Regions from separate parts of the Zea mays genome. Here regions 2 and 3 are each linked to region 1. A link is a contact called in public Hi-C data. All regions are on one chromosome and are shown on one strand. Each heading gives the region's core, a stretch centred on a gene start, on an enhancer-like site or on the middle of the called end of the contact. The rest is flanking DNA. Distances are from core to core; before and after follow the strand shown. Region 1 holds the start of LOC100278089. Region 2 holds the start of LOC100384853. Region 3 holds the start of LOC103640777 (protein FAR1-RELATED SEQUENCE 5-like).

Region 1 (3,170 bases), core at 545-3,044:
CTCGGCAGTGAGCCAGTGATGCTGCTGCTGCTACAAGAAGCGTGGCTGCGGGTTAAGGAGTAGGCGGCCAGCTGGTATAGTAATATCCAAGAGATATGTGTCTCTATCAACTATCATCGCCAATCGCCATTGCAACACGGCAAAGCAGTTTCTTTTTCGTTTTTTTTAGAAATGAGATTATTTCCTGCTAATACCCTCGCCCGCGGGCCATAGCTACAGCCACGCCATGCATGCCACGCACCCGGGCCCGCCAGAGTCCAGACCCACTACTGGCATTGCCATCAGAAAGTACAGGGGGGGCCCCACGGCATGATCAGGTGCTAAACAACTTTCTCTCCCTGGCTGCAGCCAAGACAGACACAGCAGACTACGGCCAAAAGCACCATCAGTAACATCACGTACGGGTACGTACTGGTACAAGAAAACCCGGTGCGTGTCTGGCTGCTGCCGCCATTAACGCCTCACACCGCTCAAGAACGCACGCAAAATCTCGGCGCAGCACAGCACCGCAAGTCGCCAAGTATGATCGAGCATTTGCAAGAACCAAGACGTCTACCGGAGACATCCGTCCGTCCATCCCTTCCACGCGGCACAGAGCGATGGAAAACATGGATTGGCAAAGGGAATGCGAGTGCTCGCGTTACCTTTGGCGGTGGCCGGGGGAGCGGCCGCGTAGCGGTACGCCTCGATGCGCGGCAGGAACACGCCGGTGCCGCCGCGCAGGTTGGCGGGCGGCGGGACGTGGCAGGGTAGAGCAGCAGGGGGCAGCACCGGGTAGTCCAGCACGCCGCCGTGGTTCACCAGGCCGCTCCCGACCTGCGACGACGACGACGAGGAAGGGCAGCAGCAGGGGTAAGCATCATCAGCCATCCAACACAAATGCCTAACACGAACACCAACACTCAGCACAAAAAATGAACTCCAACCCTATGTATGGCGTGTTCATGATTATTAAGCCAATGATAAGGATCATTACTTTCCAAAGGGGAAACAGGTTCGCTTTATTGCGAGAGATAGTTACCACCAGCTGTCATTTTGCAGACAATCAGCGGCGGCGGCGGCGGCGGCGTGGTTCCAAAACAAAACAGAAACGGAAAAAAAACGAAACAAAAAAACACCGCCGAGCATTCTGCCAAACACGGCGCTCCACCCAGCACGAAAACAGAGAAAGAGGCAACAAAGGGGGGGAGTGGCGGCGGCGAGCGGGATCCTGGCTGGTGTTGTTTCCTCACCTGCCAGTGGAGCTGCGGCGGGTACGGCACGAACGGCCAAGACACGGCGCCGCCGCCATTGGTCTCGCCGCAGGACACGACGACGCTACCTTGCAGCCCGCAGACCTGCGACCAGATGTCCGTGTCAGGGCCAGGCGGCCCAGGCCGAGAAAACGCGCGGAGAACACAAGCTAGAGCACAACCACTCACTCACCTTCGCGCCGTAGCACGGGGCAACGGCCGCCGCGGCGGCGGGCGGAGCCGCGGGCGTAGGCGGCGTCGGCGGCGGGCCGAGCGGCCACGCCTTGGCGCCGCCGCCGAGGATGCCGGCGAGCTGAGCCGCGAGCTCCTCCACGGCGGCGGCGGCGGCGGCCTCGGGCGGGGTCTCGGCGCCGACGGCCTCGGGGTCGGCGATGCCAATGTCGGCGAGGATCTCCCGCGGCAGCCAGCGGCGGTGGAAGTCGTCCGACTCGGGCGGGAAGCAGTCCGCCATGAGGGAGGGAGGGAGGGAGAGGGCGCGCACTGGCAGGCAGGCAGGCGGGCGACGGACGAGCGAGCGAGGGAAAAGAAGCGGGTGGAGAACTGGAGATGGAAAAGCGGGGGGTGGTTCTTGTAGGCGTGGCGGGGAGGAGGTGGGGGCGGCCTGTGTGGGGCCGGACGGGCTGCGGCCTGCGGGCGGAGGCCGCTGTCGTCGGGTGTCGTGGGTTTCGTGGAGGGGCAGGACGGGGATTTTCCGCCGCCTCTAGTGTAAAACCGGAGATGGGGGAGCGGTTTTCTTGTTTTTTCCGATCTGGCGCAGTGTGTGTGTGTTTCCGATCTGGCCCATGCCTGCCAGCCGCGAGGTCTTCTTGTACTTCGCTGTTCCTGCGTTCGGCATGGGTTCCATGGTGAATGAATTTTGAGCGCGGCAGCTATATTTGGGCTCTCGGAAGAGGGCTAAAACACGCGGTGCTCGTTGCGAAATGAGAGAGGTGGGTGGCTCCGTGAAGAATCTTGTTCGTAAATAGGTGTTTAGCGCGTGGATTATTGTGAGTGTCTGATTGCTCAAGGGGCCACGTAGCTAGATGAGGGTGTGCTCTAACTATAGCACAGTGTAAAAATGGCATCGGTAACATTTAGCACAACATCTACAACGTACACGTCGTCGACATTTCGAGCATCCAGCGTATATATGGGAAAAAGTGTGAATGAGAAGGAAGTTGGGAGGTGTGTGAATGAAGAGGAGATTGGTAAACAGAAATGGTTTGCCGGTTAAGGTGCTTTGAGTGTAAATGTCGAGCATGTTGGTCTTGTTGGATAGCCAGCAATATCGCACTCACTCGACTCGAGTGTTCGGGACTATTTGGTTGCCGTACCAGAACTTTGTCTAGCACAGGCAACCATCGTATACATCATTTTTCGTCTCTGTTAGACAACATCCAAGTAGTCACTTCACGCGTTACTTCCCTTTTTTCGAAAGAAATCTGGAAAGCTACAAAAACCGTTGCGGTTATTGTGTTTTTTTTTCGTGTGTGACCGATTTAACGTGTTCGTTCGCCGCGTTTACGTTTCCAAGTGTTTTGAATGGTGTTTTCGCCTTTTAGAGAATCCAAGGAGGGTCCTCGGAGAAGCAATCGACATGTTCTACAGATCCAAGTCTCTATCTATTTTAAAATTCTTTTCTCCCTGTCATTTCTCCTCCGTAGAGCTAGTTTGGCAACTTGACGTGGTTAACATGAGACAGCAAGCAAAACGAGGGAGAGGATCTTTTTTTCTTTCGCATTCTAATCCCCTCTCTCCGAGTGGAGGAGATTTCACATGCGGGTTATATTTCCATGCGACTGTTTGAAAGTATGAAGTTATGGGATAGGTAAATAATGGGATGTATTGCAAAAAATAAAAACACATATTGCATTAATTACTTCTTCGTGGTAGCTCTAGGCTTCCCTGGTGTGCATCTATGATTTTAAGGGCTCCCGG
Region 2 (3,149 bases), core at 57-2,556, 560 kb before region 1:
CGCACGCATGTCATGTACGTACAGGATAATCGACGTCGATCGTGACTCGCATGTCGCATGGTGTAGTATAGTAACAACAGCACGAGGACATAAAAATAAAGGTCGCGTAGACAGGCTGAGACCAGCTAGCTGGGAGTGGAACGTGCCAGTCAACCTGACGCCTGACACCCCCCGTACGTCACTTGCACACAACATCTGCAATGTTTTTCGCCCTGGACGACCTGGCAAGGCCTGCCTGCGCCATCCACTCTCTCGGTTACTCATCCGGCGGCCTTAACGTTTCTTGGGTCCTGCGCGTCATCAAGCAACTGCAACAGTTTAGGACAAATCCCCCATCCCACCTTTTCGGTTTGTTTGAAAACTCAAAGGAAAGGTGAGATTGAGATGGAAATATCCGATATCTAAATTACTTGAGTTTCTAAACTAACGGTAGCTAGACCTCTCCTCGTCACCGCCCAAGTATGCCTAATAGTGAGCTAATCCTAAGTCCAAGCTCAAACCCACGCAGCCCCCCCCGACAAAATGGGTTAAGTTTCCTGGCTCTCGCTGCTGCTTTGGACCTGTTCAAATGTTAGATCGGATTGAGTTTGGTGGATTAAGGTTAGGCAATGGACCGTTTGGCACGACCCGCGCCCGTCCGTGCATAGAGGGACACAGGTCAGGTTGGTCCGTGTCTCTCTATTGATCAGTTTGAGTCCGTTTTTTCCTGTTAAGTCGAGTTTTTTTAGCTTTCATTTGAGTTATTTTTTTTTGCTCTGGATCGGGTTGGGTCGTCTTTTAAGTCTCACGGCTTGTACTTGTCTGTCGATTGCTATTGGCAAAAAAACTATAGTTCATACCCGATTATTGAAAAACTATAGTTCATACCCAATTATTGTATTAGTTGGATCGAGTCAATTTTTTCAGTATGGACTGAATCGGTCAGGTAAGATGACTCATGCTTAGATCAACCACTCGCTCTCATACACCACACTTCCTCACAACAAATTGTTTCCCGTCCATCGGCCACGCGACCGAGCCATGTAGTCTCCGACGCTAGTGGTGTACCGCGTACCGGTATCACACGTGTGGATGACGACCACGGGGATGCTATTCTGCGCTCTAAATCATTAATAGTAGGCTATATCTCATCTATTTCAATATTCACTCTCTAAATAGTGATTTTTATAGTGTAAAACCATGTTTTACTCCACCGCCAATGAACTAAAATAACTCCCATGTCAAATAAAAAAATTGAGCACCAAACGACTGCCCCCACGGGTAACTTTCATCCTCGCGGCCCCAATAGCAGGCCTAGAGCCTACGGCCCAGCGGCATCGCGGCGGGAAAACGAGGTGCTTTTCCCGCCAAGGCGCCCCTAAGCCCCACCGCCCCAGTCTTCGCTCCGGCCGCCCTTCCCCTTCCTCCCCAACACTCTCATCCCCGCAACAACCGCCTACCGGCCCGCGCGCGCTGTAGTCTCCGGCAGACACCAACAAGGCTCGTCACTCCCCTACCTCCCTCGGTACTCGCTCCGTCTCTCGTCTCTCGCTCGCGCATCGGCTGGGGGCACGGAGAACGGGAGGCGCGGAAGGTCAGAAGCGGCGGCCGGCGGCGCATCGGCCTCGCCCAGGCCTAGTCCCGCACGGTGCTCGGTCCTTCTCCGATTCTCCCACAGCCTCGCCCCCTCGCCCCTGCGCCCCTGCGCCCCTGCGCGTCCAGCGCCCCAACCCCAGCGGCCTGCGGCACTGATCCACAGTCCACAGACCCGGACACCGGCCGGGCGAGGATCCGCTGACCACGCAGCCTCCAACGCCGCATGGAGATCGTGCGCTCCCAGAGGCAGGTCGCCGCCGCAGCCAGTGGCGGCGGCGGCGGCGGCGCGGGGGCCCTGCCGACCTACAAGGCGGCGCCGCAGCTCGAGGTGCGGCTGGAGGAGTTCGAGCTCTTCGCCATCGACCGCCTCCGAGGTGCGGCTTCTTCCTGGCGAGAGAAATGCTTCCCGATCCCGCGTGGCTTCCTTCCGTTACTTCCCAGATCTTGCTAACTCGTTTCATTGCGTGCGCTGGTAACGAGCAGTTCTCAAGGGGATTTCGGATGGACTCTCGCGTGGGAAGAGGCCGGAGGAGATGGAGAAACTGGTGAGCGATTATCGCCTTTGCCGTTCATGGTCTTGGGGCCTTGGGGGGATGCAGGAGGGAACTATATTTGGAGCATATTTCTGCCTAAAATTTGGGTTTTGCCATCAGGAGTAGGCGAATGTTTCAGTGGTTTCAGTCTTGTGTATGTATTTGAAGGATCAACCTCTTTGTATGGTTTTGATTTCGCTAGAGAATATTAAGAGTGGCTAACTTAGGCCCCTTTGGATGTTAGTCTATTTTTTGTAGCTAGAATTGTTGCTTTCTCCTCAGAATCATACTGAATTAAGATAAACATGGAAGGTTTTGCAACCCTAGTTATGGACTCTATCGCATTCTGGCATTGCTCTAACTTTTGTTTTAAATAGAAATGTCTTGTTCTGTTCTGCACTTCAGGTCAGTGAATTGTGGAAGACACACATGAGGCACCAGGATCCAGCAGAGAATTTGAACAAGGATATAATATCGCACTTTGTGCTCCGTCTAGTCTACTGCAGAACGTAAGATTAATATTCATATGTTTATATTCGCTACATATATTAGCTACGGTTGTTCACTTGTGGTTCTTTTGACCAACTCACCAGAAAGCTGTATTTGATACGACACACAGGGAAGAATTGCGGAAGTGGTTTCTCTCCATGGAGACTACACTTTTTCGGTATCGCTTTCGGCTTGAGAGTCCTGAAACACAGGTGACTTCCTATCCATTTACCATAGAACTGACAAAGGAAAATAATATGCATTTATGCTTTAACTGTTGCTTGTTGCACATCATCTGTTTCAGAGGATGCTTATGACTGAGTTTCAATTGCCGTATAAAGCACTGCCATACTCAGAGTTTGAGGTATAGACTTTGGCCTCTAATAGAACTGCTGAGGACTTGGATCTTCATGCTTAACACTGTACAACTGCAGTTTTTGGCCTTTTCCTGTTTGCTTCGTGAAGTGATTTTTGTTTTCATGTTTTAGGCTGTGAAAGACAAATTGAGCCAAGTTGCACGTTCCATTGGTCAATCTGCCAGTGGTATGCATA
Region 3 (3,547 bases), core at 397-2,896, 610 kb before region 1:
TGGAACATGGTATTATTCATGAGAGGACACCACCATTCTCACCACAATCCAATGGGATTGCTGAAAGGAAAAACCGCACTCTAACAGATTTGGTGAATGTCATGTTGAGTACAGCGGGATTATCCAAGGCATGGTGGGGTGAGGCGATTTTGACAGCGTGTCATGTCCTGAACAGAGTTCCAACAAAGAACAAAGAGATCACACCATTCGAGGAATGGGAAAAGAGAAGATTAAATCTCTCATATTTGCGCACTTGGGGTTGCTTGGCTAAAGTGAATGTGCCAATCAACAAAAAGCGTAAACTTGGGCCTAAAACTGTTGATTGTGTATTTCTTAGGTACTCCTTTCACAGCACTGGGTATAGGTTCTTAATTATAAAATCTGATGTGCCTGATATGTATGTTGAAATCTGAAAATTGCACGCGACACATACACAGAGAGCCTAGAGATCAGAAACCATGCATCTGGAAACTCATGCCAGGAAAACTAGCCTAGAGACTCTGACCAGAAAGCACGACTTAATTGTTGGGCGCTAGCAGAAATCGTCAAACCGATCGGTCGAGGTGTCCTCGCACTCGCAGAACCCAAAACGGAAACGACAGGTGCCCAGGTCGATGGATCGGTTGGACCGGGAACGGAGAATCCGCACGAAGCACTCGTACAAGGCCCGAGTCCAAACGGTACAGCAAAGCAAATTGTCGACGCTGGACTGGAGTGTCGCAGGACCCAATTGCCCAAACTCCCAAAGGTCCTCATGGGCATGGCACGTCTACCCCCGAAGCTTCTCCCGGCTCTGGCGTGCTCCGGGAATCAAACACAACCGATGATGACGACCCGCCCCGGCGCGCCCGGCCTTGGATGATGAGCCGTTCTCCGCACGTTTCCTATGCCCAAAAGAAGCCGGCATCATCGTTCATCGACCTCTCGGCTACTATTGTATAGCTATGCTACGATATGATTATATATATATAGGAGTGACTTTGTGTCCACTCTAAGCTTAGCTTGCGTTCCATTATTTTACTTGTTTCCACCATGCCGATCTACTACTTGGCACAGATGGTCGCATTACTTTTAATACTCTATTAGGGTAGTCACTATGTATTAAGAAAAACTAGAAACTAGTTTCTTAGAATATCATATTCCAGATACCATCAGCCAGTTTTCTCTGTCCGTAAAATAGCATAATTATTTATGTAGCGAAAAAAAAACAGTTATTCAAAGTTCATACATTGCCTTCGCAGCTCCACCCATTTTGCACCCAGCCAGGTCGTCTCTGCTCTGTAGCGTACCGTTTCCACTCCCACTGCGTGACGTGGGTCACGCGCCTCTCGCGGCGCGCCGACGAACCGGTAAAACGGACAGAGACGCGCCGGGCACATGGCGGGCCACCGCTTCAGTTTCCAGCTGCCGATAGATGAAGCTTCGGTGGAGTTTTTTTTTTTGTGTTTGTGGGCAACACTACACGGGTATCCTGCCCTCTTTGGCTCTTTTGCCCCCCTCTTTCATTCGCAGAAGTGTAAAGCAACCTGCCCGCGCACCCACACCACACGCTACCCCCACCTCTCTCTCCTCTCGATATGTGGCCGGGCCCCACCGAATCATCCACCAGATGCCGTGAAGCGAACTCGACGTAGCGAGCAGAACAGACCGCCGCGAGGCTGACGGGAGATACCGCTCCGGACCCCACCGCGCAGCCGCCGTGTCGGTCGCTTCGTCGCCGTGGACCGCGGTGGTCGAACTAGTCGCCTACTCCCCCTCCCCACGAGGCCACGACCCAACCTGGGCCGAAAAAAATCCTGTGCGCGCGGTGCGCACAGAGAGCGGCGTGCGCACCCCCGCACATCGACGTCCGTCCGGGATCGGACGATCGCACCGCGCGCGCTCGCGATGCACTTCTGCTGCGCACGGCTCGGCTCCCGTCCGGTTCCCGGAATCGGCTCCTGGACGGACTCCATAGGGCTTCCTGGACAGCTTCGTCACGGACGGGAAAGGCGGCATGGCAGCTGTTCTGTCGCCGTCACCGTCGATCCTCAGGTAACTTCTGTGGCTGCTCCTCGCTTCATCGTGACCATTCATGTCTTGGTCATCGATCCATGTTGTTGCTCCCTGATCAAGGTCCTGTTGATCGATTATACATTGAAGTCTTAGGGTTTATTATTAGACCTCACGATCACTTCCTGATGTTAGATTAAATGCTCCTTCTTGGGATCGTGAAGAAGAGGAACAACAAATACCGCATGTTGGGTCAGTGGAGATTGAAGTACCAGCTGAGGTAAAATAAAAGTAACAAACTTCACATACTATATCTAATATTTTTTGTTATGTTAGACCTTTAATTGATAATTATTTGTGCAGAATGTGGTTGATAAATATGCACTGCTGGCACCTAAAGTTGGAATGACTTTTGATGGTGAGGAAAAGGCTTATAAGATGTACAATACCTATGCTGGATGTGTTGGGTTCAGTGTTAGAAAGTACAGGACAACGCGCCGCAAATTAGATGATAGTTTATGTCAGAAATATTTTGTTTGCAGTGGCGAAGGACAACGGAAAAATGAGGCATCACAAAAGGACATTACAAGGACCGGTTGTGATGCTCATGTCCAGTTTAGTATCAGCAAGGAGAATGTATGGACTGTGCAAAAGGTCATACTAGATCACAACCATTATCTTGCCAGTCCAAATAAGACACATAAGTTGAGGTCCCAACGAGAGATTATAGAGGCAGATAGAAAATTAATTGGGCAGGCACGACGATCTGGAATGAAGCCATCCCAAGTTTTCAGTTTCATGAAGGAGCATTATGGAGGGGAAGACAAAGTACCATTTACTAAGATGGATTGCTATAATGAAATTGGTCGCGAGCGCACACCGTACTTAGAAGCCAATGATGCACAAACATTATCTGAATATCTGAGAAATAAACAAGTCGAGGACCCAACATTTTTTTATGCAGTTCAAGTGGACAAGGAAACTGGTCATATAGCAAATTTCTTTTGGGCAGATGGTCAGTCTATCATGGATTACAAATGCTTTGGTGATGCTGTGTCCTTTGACACCACATTTCAAACAAATAAGTTTGAAATGCCTTTTGCTCCAATTCTTGGCACCAATCATCACAAGCAAACAATAATTTTTGGGTGTGCACTTATGTTCAATGAGACTATTCCATCATTTGTTTGGCTATTTCAGACCTTTCTAACAGCAATGTCCGGGAAGCACCCAAGCACAATTTTCACAGATCAAGACGCAGCAATGGCAGCAGCAATTGCTCATGTATTCCCAAACACAGCTCACCGCCTATGTTTGTGGCATATTGGCCAAAATGCTGTCAAACATCTTGGTCCTATAATTAAAGCGACAGAGGACGAGGTAGAGGACAAGTCAGGTAACAAGTTTTGGGCAGATTTCAAAAGTTGTATCTACGAAGACCGAGAAGAGATTTACTTCACACAGAAATGGCATGAATTGTTGGCTAAATACAACCTTGAGGATAACAAATGGATGTCAAACCTATATGATTTGAGGGCAAAGTGGGCTGCGGTAC

What was found. Hi-C and Micro-C count contacts between places; a contact is called where the count stands out from the background.
Region 2: a Hi-C map of endosperm shows a contact between it and region 1, with 3 times the contacts expected there. The contact joins the promoter of LOC100384853 here to the promoter of LOC100278089 in region 1. A contact is called at or near these places in 2 of 25 Hi-C or Micro-C datasets (bundle sheath and endosperm).
Region 3: a Hi-C map of endosperm shows a contact between it and region 1, with 3 times the contacts expected there. The contact joins the promoter of LOC103640777 here to the promoter of LOC100278089 in region 1. A contact is called at or near these places in 2 of 25 Hi-C or Micro-C datasets (ear and endosperm).

Annotation. Positions count from the first base shown.
Region 1 is chr10:6,809,149-6,812,318 of Zm-B73-REFERENCE-NAM-5.0, forward strand. It overlaps LOC100278089, which reads right to left and starts at 1,795. Exons shown (of 4, transcript NM_001151481.2): 1 at 1,426-1,795; 2 at 1,233-1,337; 3 at 645-816. The coding sequence starts at 1,704.
Region 2 is chr10:6,253,325-6,256,473 of Zm-B73-REFERENCE-NAM-5.0, forward strand. It overlaps LOC100384853, which reads left to right and starts at 1,307. Exons shown (of 20, transcript NM_001362566.1): 1 at 1,307-1,949; 2 at 2,059-2,120; 3 at 2,514-2,617; 4 at 2,728-2,809; 5 at 2,902-2,961; 6 at 3,086-3,140. The coding sequence starts at 1,799.
Region 3 is chr10:6,195,616-6,199,162 of Zm-B73-REFERENCE-NAM-5.0, forward strand. It overlaps LOC103640777 (protein FAR1-RELATED SEQUENCE 5-like), which reads left to right and starts at 1,647. Exons shown (of 5, transcript XM_008664261.4): 1 at 1,647-2,034; 2 at 2,188-2,272; 3 at 2,356-3,547. The coding sequence starts at 1,997.